3 separate regions of the Mus musculus genome follow, and regions 1 and 2 are each linked to region 3. The links are chromatin contacts, called in public Hi-C and HiChIP or PLAC-seq maps. All regions are on one chromosome and are shown on one strand. Each heading gives the region's core, a stretch centred on a gene start, on an enhancer-like site or on the middle of the called end of the contact. The rest is flanking DNA. Distances are from core to core; before and after follow the strand shown. Region 1 holds the start of Spdye4c (speedy/RINGO cell cycle regulator family, member E4C). Region 2 overlaps Gm39928 (a long non-coding RNA gene). Region 3 has its middle 71 kb from the start of Gm14009.

The links. Hi-C and Micro-C count contacts between places; a contact is called where the count stands out from the background. HiChIP or PLAC-seq counts read pairs in DNA pulled down with a chosen protein or histone mark.
Region 1: a contact with region 3 is called in a Hi-C map of bone marrow-derived macrophages, with 24 read pairs. The contact joins the promoter of Spdye4c here to the enhancer-like site in region 3. A contact is called at or near these places in 2 of 39 promoter capture datasets (embryonic stem cells and neutrophils), 1 of 484 Hi-C or Micro-C datasets (bone marrow-derived macrophages) and 3 of 9 other capture datasets (adipose tissue, liver and macrophages).
Region 2: a contact with region 3 is called in a FOXA1 HiChIP or PLAC-seq map of pancreatic cancer cells. The contact joins two enhancer-like sites. A contact is called at or near these places in 2 of 484 Hi-C or Micro-C datasets (the HPC-7 cell line and olfactory sensory neurons) and 1 of 115 datasets of contacts at active chromatin or transcription factors (pancreatic cancer cells).

Annotation. Positions count from the first base shown.
Region 1 is chr2:128,590,132-128,593,925 of GRCm38.p6, forward strand. It overlaps Spdye4c (speedy/RINGO cell cycle regulator family, member E4C), which reads left to right and starts at 2,210. Exons shown (of 9, transcript NM_001310641.1): 1 at 2,210-2,300; 2 at 2,465-2,572; 3 at 2,754-2,870; 4 at 3,706-3,794. The coding sequence starts at 2,210. Gm36203 (a long non-coding RNA gene) reads right to left here and starts at 1,782. Exons shown (of 9, transcript XR_866725.3): 1 at 970-1,782; 2 at 348-683.
Region 2 is chr2:128,543,484-128,547,673 of GRCm38.p6, forward strand. The region is part of intron 1 of Gm39928 (a long non-coding RNA gene); the gene reads right to left. Among named protein-coding and RNA genes, the nearest start is that of Gm39928, 4.1 kb to the right of the region's middle. Within about 2 kb of position 1,253, at least 140 of the 459 cell types and tissues checked have an H3K27ac peak or open chromatin away from gene starts, as enhancers often do. A contact at or near this core is called in pancreatic cancer cells, where this site is marked.
Region 3 is chr2:128,238,672-128,242,497 of GRCm38.p6, forward strand. No RefSeq gene overlaps it. Among named protein-coding and RNA genes, the nearest start is that of Gm14009, 71 kb to the left of the region's middle. Within about 2 kb of position 2,145, at least 112 of the 459 cell types and tissues checked have an H3K27ac peak or open chromatin away from gene starts, as enhancers often do. A contact at or near this core is called in bone marrow-derived macrophages, embryonic stem cells and pancreatic cancer cells, where this site is marked.

The DNA of each region.
Region 1 (3,794 bases), core at 960-3,459, 350 kb after region 3:
GATTCCTGCCTGAAGCCCATTTCCTTGTCCTTGGCCAAAGTCAGATTTCTGCCAAACGACCCCCAAAGCTCCCCACATGCACCTAACCCTATTGAGATTTAATGTGTCAGGGTAGGGGGATGGGAGGCATCCTCTCAGAGCAGAAGGAGAGGGGGACTGGGGGAGGGACTCTTGTGAGGGAGAGACTGGAATGGGGGGGATAGCGATTGGGATATAGAATGAATAAATTAATTAATTAATAAAATAAATAAATAAACAAACAAACAGAAAGAACCCTGGACTATTCCGGGTGCCTCTGGCTGTACTCTCTCTCCAATCTACAATTAAGACATCCTGTTCAATCATACCTTGGAGCAGTCATGTCCTCACTTTTATAGACAGATGAAATTAATGGTTGTCAGGGATGTTGGGGAAACAGAATCCTTTGAGAACCACGATGGAGCCTTGACATAGAATTGTGTACATCTTAATAAAGATCACAGCACACACACAAGACATACAGCCGCACAGAAGGAATACAGACACATGAGCATGAACTTGTCCATATGAAAAACCCAAGTAAAGCTGGTGACTTACCAATCTCCTCCTCCCTGGGGTACTGAACTGGTTATGTAGGTTGTTCTCACAAGAAGATCATTTGGAGAAAGTAATGTATGATCAGTCTCTAGGTGTAAGTTCTGAACCTGCATACCAATCTTAGTATCAACATAGAAGATTTGAAAGATGATTTGATTGTATTCTGATAGGAATCAAACCCAAACAGCAAAGTAAACTGTGTGCACAGCTTTGTACTATGGATGAAGGGGTCAATGCTTGTGTGCTCTGAATCTACCCTTTCAGGAACACAGTTTCATTTGTATTCTTAGACAGTGTGATTTAGGTACAAGGTGAAGCCCAAAAAGAATTTATCAGGGAGACAAGAGAAGATCACTTGATTGTCCAGAGGGGACAGGCATGCATCTTTTTTACCCTGGATGCCCATGGCCTGTTCCTCGGGTGCATTTCTTTAACAGACTAGAGAGCAGGTTCTGACGGAATGGTGTGATGTCAACAGGACCTTCAGAATGTTTGAGCCCATTTAGCTACTATCACCGCCCTCCTCACAGTTGTGAGACAGAGCTCTGGGTACACTCTGAATGTGCCTGGAAGGACTAGAGCTTGAGAGACCAGAGCAGGTGCTCACACGGGCGTCACCCAATGCTGTGCTAGGCTGAGTATCAGGCGCTGCGCTGTGTTTCTTCAGAGAGAGAGTCTTGGCGTATGTCAGGGATCCACTGGAGTCTCAGGATGGACAACTGGTGATACAGTGGGAACAGAATCAGGTTTTAGATTAGGGGAAACAAAACAAAAGGTAATGTGAGATAAAGGGGAAAGAGTGAAAACAGGGAGGGGGACAGTCAAGAGGAATCTTGTCCACCAATGACTGCCCTTGAGAAGGAGCCACAAGGAGGACAGTGTGGGCTACTTGGGCTGTATTTTTAACAAGATTTAATTGCCTGTGAATTTATAATGGCTCATAGACATATAAAGAGGTAATATCAAAGAAAACAGGTGTGTAAAATCATCCATACTGACCCAACTGGAAACATGACTGGCAATAGCCATTCTTCCCATTGGCAAACCCACGGTGGCCTAGCCACAGTCAGGGGACACACTCTACACAAGTCCACCTTCTCATGTGTAAAGCAGGTGGATTACAGTTCTTCACAGATTACAAGGACTACATGAGGTATTCTTTATGCACAGATTAAATTCTAGTTTCATAACGAATCAAAAACAGCGGCTGGAGAGATGGCTCGGTGGTTAAGAGCACTCAGAGGTCCTGAGTTCAATTCCCAGCAACCACATGGTGATTCACAACCATCTATAAAGGAATCTGATGCCCTCTTCTGGCACACAGGTGTATATGCAGATAAAGCACTCATCCATAAAATAAATAGATTTTTTTTAATTACAAAAAATAATCAGGAATGATGGCATGGAGCTCCATGGTGAAGTGCTTCCCTGCATGTGTGAAGTCCTACATTCAAGTCCCATTACCTCAAAAGAAGAAAAAAAAAAACTTTCAGCCACCATTAACTATTTAACCACTGCAACTTTTTATTTTTCTTTTGTTTTAGTAAAAGAAGACTACACAGAGATAGCCTGGAGTTGGAATCAAGCGGGGCTGTCTCCTTGGTTGGGAAACCAAAGACAACAGGATTCCATCATGTCCACACCAGTTGCCTCAGATACCACACCACGGCTTCAGAAGCCAACGAAAGGTCAAAAGAAAAAAGTGCCTGTGAAAGCAACGATAGGTGTGTGTCACCCTTGGCGCTTTCGCCCCTGGTCCCCAGAAGAATGCAGGGTGGGACAGTACAGCCCCTCCCTCTTCCCCAACCATTCTGAGTCAAGTTCTGCAAGGGCATGGCAAGGGCTGTCCTGCTGAGCCAGGAGGTCACTTCTTGTTCACTTTTTGTAGCTTCAGACAGAAGATCCGAGATGTCACCTGTCTCCTCAAAGGAGTCCTGCAAGCAGAATGATTCAGGGAAACAGGTGCCAGCGGACAGTGTTTGCTTGGCAAAAAAAGGTGCGTAGGAACTCAGCTCGAAGCCACCTTTGTAGATAAGCATATACCTGGTGGGGGAAGCATTCCTCTTGCTGTCTTCAGGTGTTACATGTAAATTCCTCACTAGGCTTGAGAAGGGGAGAGCCCAGCATTGGCCAAGTGGGTGCCTCTCATGGTCACGTGGGGTCTTCTGTTCCTGCAGCTCCACAGGTCACCAGTATTCTGGCTTCCAGTGATGGCTCTGCAGGGGATGTCCCTGAGCAGAGATCCAAGAGGAAAAAGGGCCAAAGAAAAAGAAAACTGGACAATATCAAGATGGGTAGGTGTCTGCCCCTTGACATTCTTTTTTTTTTAATATTTTTATTACATATTTTCCTCAATTACATTTCCAATGCTATCTCAAAAGTCCCCCATACCCTCCCCCCCACTTCCCTACCCACCCATTCCCAGTTTTTTGGCCCTGGCGTTCCCCTGTACTGGGGCATATACAGTTTGTGTGTCCAATGGGCCTCTCTTTCCAGTGATGGCCGACTAGGCCATCTTTTGATACATATGCAGCTAGAGTCAAGAGCTCGGGGGTACTGGTTAGTTCATAATGTTGTTCCATCTATAGGGTTGCAGATCCCTTTAGCTCCTTGGGTACTTTCTCTAGCTCCTCCATTGGGAGCCCTGTGATCCATCCAATAGCTGACTGTGAGCATCCACTTCTGTGTTTGCTAGGCCCCGGCATAGGCCCCTTGACATTCTTGTCCAAGTATAAATGCAACTTGAAATAGCATACCACTGTGCCTAGTTCCTCCCTCTTCCCAAACTCTTCTAAATCAAGTTTTACAAGGCCAGAGCAAGGGGTGTCCTGATGATCTAGGACATCAACTTTATTCTTCACTTTTGTAGCAATTGTAGATAAAAGATCAGCAAATTCATTTATCTCCCTGGGGTGTCTTACAGGCAGAATGATCCACAGAAAGAGGTACCAGAGAACAGCTGGAGCTTGATAAAATATTTCATTGTAACTCAATGTCTACTCTAATGTGTAGATAAGTGAAAGCAATTTCTGCCAGATGTTTCTAGATGTCACATGGAATTCTGAGAAGGGAAGAACCCAACCATGTCCAGGTTGTCTTCTTGTGGTCATGTGAGGTCTCTTCCTGCAGATCCAGAAGTCTGTGTCACTCTTGCCTCCAGTGATGCCTCGGCAGGGGATGTCCCTGTGCAGCGAACCAAAAGGAAGAGGGCTCACAAG
Region 2 (4,190 bases), core at 3-2,502, 300 kb after region 3:
TAATGCAGGACAAGAAGCAACTTGAAAGTAGGAGGGTTTCTCTTGGCTTACAGTCTAAGAGTCAGGATAGTCCATCTTGGCAAGGAAGGCCCGGCAGCGGGAGAGTAAGGCATCTTGCCGCACTGTGCATGAAGGAACCAGATGACAGATCTGAGGTGAGGCCTGGCTATAAAAACTTAAGACCGTTTCTCTAACGACCCACTTCCTCTAGCAAGGCTCTATCCACTAAAAGTTTTGTAATCCTTCAAAACAGCTCCACCAGCTGGGCACAAGTGCTCAAACACACCATCCTTAAACCATAACACTCGCTTGTGGTATTCTAACCCATCTATGGTCCGACTACAGACTAAAGCCCCAGGCCCACAGGTAAACTAGGCCCACAGGTGAGAACGGTGGTGAAAGAGCCAGCTTTAATCCCCAGTTTTGCTTCTGCTCTGTTTCACTAGCAAACGGCAACCACTCGGAGACCTGCAGCGAAGGGCCCAAGCTGGTGTGTCCTTTCCCTTTCCCTTCTGTAGAGTGCAGAGAAGCCTCACCTTTTGTTTTAAGGAAACCCTGAAAAATCCCACTTCAGGCCTGAGCAGCAAAGGAGGCCGGAGGCCCCTGCACCTCAGAAGACAGTGGTTCTAGTCAGTCTGTTATTGTTAGTCACAAGAGTGTCTGCATCTGGTAATAACAGCTGTCCAGTGTCTGGAGGCCCAACAAGGTGGAAAGAATCCCAATGCAGAGCTTAAACATATACTCTATATCTAAGGAGCAACAGAATTTGAGGTGAGAGATGTTGGCTTCTATACAGAAGCAGAGCCAAGATTTGAGCACACACACACACTTCCGAGGCAGGGATTTGCTTCCATGGGGCTGAGAGGGTCCAGAGGACTGGCTCAGTAAGGTGAGTAACTCAAATAAATGATCTGATACCTCCACTCCAAGCTAACTTGAGCACCACAGAAGCCTGGCTCGTTATCGGTGCCCAGGGATGCCCACTGCTTATCTACGATTCACATTGGCACTGTAAGTGACTTGCTGGGTCTCATGTTCAGTGTATCTCCTCTCTACCAGACTGGGGCAGCCCCGGGACTACAGGGGGCAGGCAGTGCTCTTTCAGACACCCAAACATCTGTTGTTCTTGCTAAGTAAAAACAAGTGACTAGTCACAGCAAAACCATGAAAGAAAACCACAAGTGACCTAAGGATTTCTGACTCACCCTTCAACCTGGGTACTTTGTGACATTCCAACCAGAGCTCTCAGCCACCTGCAGCTGAGCTGAGAACTGCAGTCCCTTTGTCTCCCTGGCTCAGGGTAATTACCCTGCCCCCAGATGGCTTTTGCCTTCAGAACAAAATAAAGAAAAACCACCTCCCCCCACTAAGCCCAAGTGACTAAGAAAAGCTGGCAGGGACCCTCCCTCAGACCATAATTGTGGGAACCTCTTGCAAAACAATTTTAGTTGCCAGATAAACTGTGTCTTTTCCCAGCAGCCAAGTGCCACACCTTAGAGACTGGGTGAGAGATTTCTTTTGAGATATCACTGAGCAGATGTGAAGAACTGGGCCTCCTCTGTCCACTAGGGAGCGCTGTGTAGAGATGCATCCTGAGAGGCCTGAACAGCCTACATGCTGTGTGTGTGTGCAGGGCACCAAAGTGTTCTAGCTAGCAGGGTTCTGTGCTCAGGCTTGGAATTAGCAGCCTCCTGATGGGAGAGGGTTCATACTGGGTGCCAGTCAAGACCCTTTCTCTGTGGGATGGGCAACTGTGACAAGGCCATCTGTCTAAGAGGATACAGGAGCCGGACAAACACCACCTTCACGTTAGAAACAGTGCCACAGTGAGTTGTCGTGTTCTGTAACACCTAGCTCAGGCCTTTGGGGATCACACCTGACAAAACTGGAGCCAGACCTCAAGCCAAGTGCAGCTTCCAAAAATTGTATTGCATGGTTCTCTGAACACAGAAAACTTCCTTTTCCTCAACACTGCCCAATATAGATGGCCTATAAGGAACTAGGGATACGGTCAGTCTCCTCACAGCAGGGGGAAGGGCAGGAAACAAGCACAGAAAGCCTCCCCTCCATCACCTGAGCTGCTAGGCTCCTCGGTTCAGCTGCCTACAAGTGTCAGGCTGCCAACAGACGGTCTCTGCTCCCTGCACACCAACTGCTGGGTGCAATAAGCACCTCACTGCTAAAGCAGTAAGGAGTTAGCGATGCAGAGAAGATGCGCGGGCAGGGTTATGAAGGGATTGCCTAGGCAGCTCCACGGAGAAGAGCAGCCTGCACCATGATCAGGGACTGTGCATCAAGGAACCTTACTGGTTGAGAACAGTATCTTTAAGGAGGTCACCTACACAGAGAGTCTCCCTTCTGGCTAATGGTCTCTCAAAACATGACCACGCCACCTTAGGTGTGGCTGGTTCTCCCAGCTCATTTTTGTAAAATGTTTATTTATTTTTATATGTAGGGGTGTTTTAACTGTATGCATGTCTGTGTACCACATGCATGCAGTGTCTTCAGAGGCCAGAAGAGGGTGTAAGAAACTCTGCGACTGGAGTTACTGATGGTTGTGAGTTGTCATATGGGTGCTGGGAACAGAACCCAGGCCGTCTGGAAGAACAGCCAGTGCTCTTAGCCACTGAGTCATCTCTCCAGCCCCTCTTGGCCCGTTTTTTGTAGATGAGGAATTATATATAACAGACCCCAGGGCATCAGACCCTACAGCCCTTTTCTCTATCCTGCCTGCTACTAGCCTGCTGCAGAACAAATTACGTCTCTTTCTTGAAGAGACTGGTGCTGCCAGGGTTTGGAGAGTCTAGTGTTTTACCCTCCACCTCAGGGTGGTCCTGGGCCACAGGCATCTCAGAAGAAAGGCCATCATAGGGTCATATTGGGGACCCAAAACTTCCTTGATCAGTTCATTCAGGTACCACGAACACTGGCCTGGTGTATCCCACCTGAAACCATCATGTCTTCATTAAAGTGTTTTATGCCAATAACTCTCTTTATGGATTTAAAAAAATAAGTAAGCTTTACATTTGAGACTCACAGCATTCTGCAGCACTCAAAACCATCCCCCACAACTCTGAACTCAGCAGTTAGCAAAGGGTGGGGGAGTCTGAACCTGCAGAAAAGAGAAAAATCATTGAAGTAGCCAACAATCCTTGTCCGGACACCCTGGGGACAGCCTTCCTCAGAGTCTGTGTACTGAGAATTAGGTGCAAAGTGACAATTTTGACATTTCTCAGAGGGAACGTCCAGCCTGGGCCCGGGTGTACCCAAGGACCTGCTAGCTGTAGACACTGTACAGAGAGAAGCCAGAAGTGACTGTGGCTAATGTCGAGGGGCTCTGCACATCCCCTGACCACCACTGACCACACTTGAGTGACTTATATGACTTTTACCTAATGCATTGCATCTCTGTAAACTGGATGCTCTGATGGTGAAAATAATAAAGATTTAAATAAAAATGTTAAGAAACCAAGGAGTGTGGAAGGTTCTAGAAAGAGCTCCTTCCCGGGTATCATATTATTATCACTTCCTCAGGGTAACTCCTGGAACATTCATTCACTGCATTCTTCCTTTTCTGGCCTTGAAGAACAAGTCCAGTCCTGACCTCTTTCCTCACGTCGAGGGATGTGAACGGGGAGGGGACTCTCCTTACTTCCACAAGTCCTGAGCTGAGGCTGCCTTCTGCCTTTGGGGGAAACACTCTGCAGCAGAATTTGGCAGCGAGAGTGAGGAGCCTGAAAGGAGTTTACGTTCTTCCACCTGGCAGTGGCCCTCTCTGGAAAACCGCTGGAAGGAATAAGTCAGAAACTTGGCCCCGTCTTCCAAAGAGGGCTCAATGAAGCTTTATATATAGCTGTTAAAAGCTGGCAACGGTGCATCTCCCTTACTGTATGGGAATGGTTAAGTAATTACGGGGCGTCCAGAGGATGGGATATACTTCACAGTCTCAAGATGGCACCTCCAAGATTATTTAATGATGTGGAAACATAGGACAGCTTCCACGGTGTTAAGTGGGAGTCTATAATACAAACTCAAATACACAGAACAATAAAAGTACCTGTATGTGAACATGTACAGAGAACTGGACAGGAATGTAAACTGTCAAAGGGAACTGTTCTGGGTGGTAAAGTTATAGCTCGATTTTTACATTGTTCTTGGTTACTTTCTATACATTGCCTTTAGAGGTTTAT
Region 3 (3,826 bases), core at 895-3,394:
TCTTTGTCCATTATTGGAATGCAACAAAGTTCAGTTGCCTTGCTTAGAAATCTAATGGTCTAAGATCATAGAAATCAAAGATTGGAACTGTAGCATTATTACATGACCCTGCCATTCTCCTTCTAGGTATCAGTTGATCCAAGGCCACTGAAAATATACACGCTACTGGAACTTGTTTATACTTACTGATGACAACATTCTTCACAAAGCTACCATGTGGAAGCAACCAAATGTCCCTTAAATATGCCTGCAACAGCACGGATAGACCTCAAAGACACCAGGTGAAAGCAATCAGAGCAAATGGCCTCATGGACACGATTGCCCCCACAGCTGGGCACACTCCTTTGCACATCATTTGAGAATGGCTTCACTTTTCCATGGATTGTCCTGTTGGTGGATTTATAGACATGTTGGAGAAGGAAAATGATTTTGTTTCACTGAAACCCCACTCCTCACCGTCCACCAGGCCATAATGACAGCATACATATTAGATGGCCCATAAGACAGCACTCATATTAGATAGCCCATAAACATCCAGTTGAGGTTTTATATCTCAAATGAGCTAAACCATTCAGAAATGTAAAATAATAATGACAGCCCACCAAAAAAACTGTCAGTCCAACCCTTGCTAGCTTCATGGTGGCTAGGAAACAAAGAGAGAGACAGTGAAGGATCAGGGGCAAGGGTTATCTTTCCAGACCACGCCTACTCTGACATACTTCCTGAGCCCCACCCCAGACCATTTGCACCACCTCCAAATAACAATATCTTGGAGTTATGGATCCGTCAGTGGGTTACGTCATGGATTATATCAGGAGTTTGTGATCCAGTGACTTTCAATGATAGACTCCACCAGCAGGAGACCATCCCCTCAACAGGAGCTTCTAGCTGTCTACACCATGTTCAAGCCATAATTCTTCTGGTCCAACTTCTGATCCCAGACCAAGTGTTGGCATCAGGACATTCCAAACCTATGAGGCAACAGCACGACCTGTGACCTACAGACCGGTTGCCAAGACAATGACCACCATATTCCCAGCATTCACTTGGCTCACCTCCCACCCTTACTTGTGTTACATCATTTTCCATATAAATAAGGAGAATGCCCCTTCCTCACTCTCTCTCTTTTTTCTCCTTTCTCCCCCTTTTCTCTCTTTGCCTCTTCTTTGTCTCTCCCTTCCAATACAACCTCTTCCACCTGGAACTGCTTTGGTGCTGTTGTGGCACCACCGGCCATTCTAACACATCACCAAGTCCTGCACATTGGAGGCCTCTTTCCTAATAGCTAAGTGCTGAAGTCACACCCAAGTTTGTTTTGTTTTTGTTGTTGTTGTGGTTGTTTGGTTGGTTTTGTTTTGTTTTGTTGGAATTTTGTTTTTGTTTTTTTGTCATCCAAACTTTTGAATATCCTAAAGGAGGGAGATATTGACTTTGAGTGCCACTCCCTGCCTACAATTTCTACTCAGGTATTTGAAAAGGTGAAGACTTCCACTCAGATGAGCTCTCCTAGTGCAAAACAACTTCCACTGTGGTAAATGCCAGCACTTTATCAGCGCTTTATCATTTGTTCTCTCCACCTGACCTCCACTTCTCAAGGCAAATCAGACTGGTGCACAGTACACGTGGGACAGCCTCAATACATTTTTCTTTATTTAAAAAAAGAAAAACAAAGTTGGTTGAATTTGCCCAAGCGGGTGGTATGGCTTCCAGGTATAAGTCTCTTTCTCTGAAGTAATAAATTGAGCCTGAAGACACGAAGAAGGACAACTGGCTCTTGGCAAGACAGCCTGAAGTACACGCTGAGCACAGCCCAACTAGGTGGATGCTGCGACTGGACCACCGACAACAGAAGCTGCTCTCCCTGGATAGCACACAAACAGGGAGAAAGGTACCTGAAGGGAGGGCGGGTGCTGAGCATGGGGGTCTCAGAGAGGCCAGAGGGTAGTATGCAGCAGGAAGTTCCCAGGAGGAAAAGCAGCCTCAGGGTAAAGTTACCAGCCTCCGCTGCACCCTGGAAACCGGTCTTTCTGGCTTTTCTAGGGTCAGAGGGCAAGCTTCCCAGCAGGCTGTAGACTTTCTAGGCTTGGCTCCTTTCCCCCTCCTTCCCCAGGGAAGGGCAGGGCAGGAAGTTTGAGATGACTGAGTTCCTGGGTCACCCAGAGAATCCCCTGAAATGAATCAGATGAGAGGAAATGGAAACCACTGTATGGTGCTCACATTCTTTCAGGACTGAAAGTGCTCGTATCTCATACTTGTATCTACCGAATTTACATGAAATTAAAGGCCCTGGTGCAGACGAAGTTCCCAAACCTTGGAATTGTCTAATTAGACACAGGAAGCCTCCCCACAAGATGGTATGAGCAGGAAGAACTTGCTCAGGGCAAAGCCTTCTGTGCAGCCAATAGGGTGGACATGGAAGTCCCAGGGCAGAGGAAGCTGTTATTGCGAAAAGACAGGTTATAGAGAAGAAATTACATAAAAAACCCAGCGGATCACTGACAATGGACACTGAGCCAGCCACAGGATGCTAACAGGGATTGTTAACATTTAATTTTTATTTCTTGTTCACACTGCTATCCAACTGTTTCTTCTTAGGACAGAACGTCTTCCTTGAGAGTGAATTTTGGTGCAGATAAAGCAGAAAGGAAGAGTTGGGAGGGAAGAACAGAGGGGGAGGGGAGGACAGAGGGGAGGGGGTGTTTCTTCTCAGGCTTTAAACGCTGTTGTTGCCTGCAAAGGGTTTGTCCTAAATGACATCATCCGAGTGCCTGCTGTGTACCTCTGGGACAAACAGACTAGACAAAGGAACCTGGTGAGACTGGAATCTCTGGGCCTCCAGCAGGCTGACAAAGAGCAAAGCTGCTGTCCTCATGGGGTCTAGCTGCTCTGCGACCTGGAGTGCTGGGTGCTCCCTACAAGAACCAGTGGTGCTGGCTGGACTTTAGGGAGATGTAGGGAGGCTAAAAGGGAGCCCCAGGTTCCCTGATGTGAGGGTGGGGCAACAAATGAAGGAACTAGGAGACTGCTTAGGAAGCCCGGCCAAGAGGTCCAGACAGCCCTGGCTGGTCATCACAAATAGGGTCCCGGATAGACAGAGTCTTCTCTGTGGTCTTCCTGGTCTATGTAACTGCTGCCACAGACCAGGGTGGAGGCCACTTTGTCCAACTCCCTGTATTGTGGAGGTCCCTTCAAGAGTCACAGCCAGCAGTGAAATATCCTTGGAGAGGCAAGAATGAAACTCTCTTCAGCACAGCTTCCTTAGCCAGGCTGGTTCAAACTTCCCGAGTCTGACCCTGCGCTGTTTTGTTTTGTTTTTTTTTGTTTTTTACAGATTTAAACACAGTAAAACTTTGGAAGAAAGTTTCCTCCTGACAATTATCACAATAAAGCTTAAGGCATGGCTACACTGAAAACTCTGTCACCTATGAACTCTTCCTCAAGAGTGGGCTCTGTTGACTGTGAAACAATGCTCGGATAAGGCCTAGGCAGGAAGGGTTTGCAATAAGTCTAAGGATGGGCTCTGCTGACAGAGAAGCAACACTTGCATTAAAGCCTTGGAATAAGCATAACTTCTTCTGCACAGTACATGGGGCCTCTTTCATGGGGATGGCTTCTATCGACCGAGAAACAACAGTCAGGAGTCTAGGGGATTCAGGTGAGGCTCCCCAGAGCAGAAAAGATCATCAGGTTATTAAATAACATCCACTCGAGCCTTCCGGTGAACAGGTGTCAATTTCTTTCACTGAAGACAATTTGGTTTCTCTAGTGTTATTTGTAAGACTTGGACCCGTGTCCTTCTGCACTGTGTTCCATTTCACAGAGACCT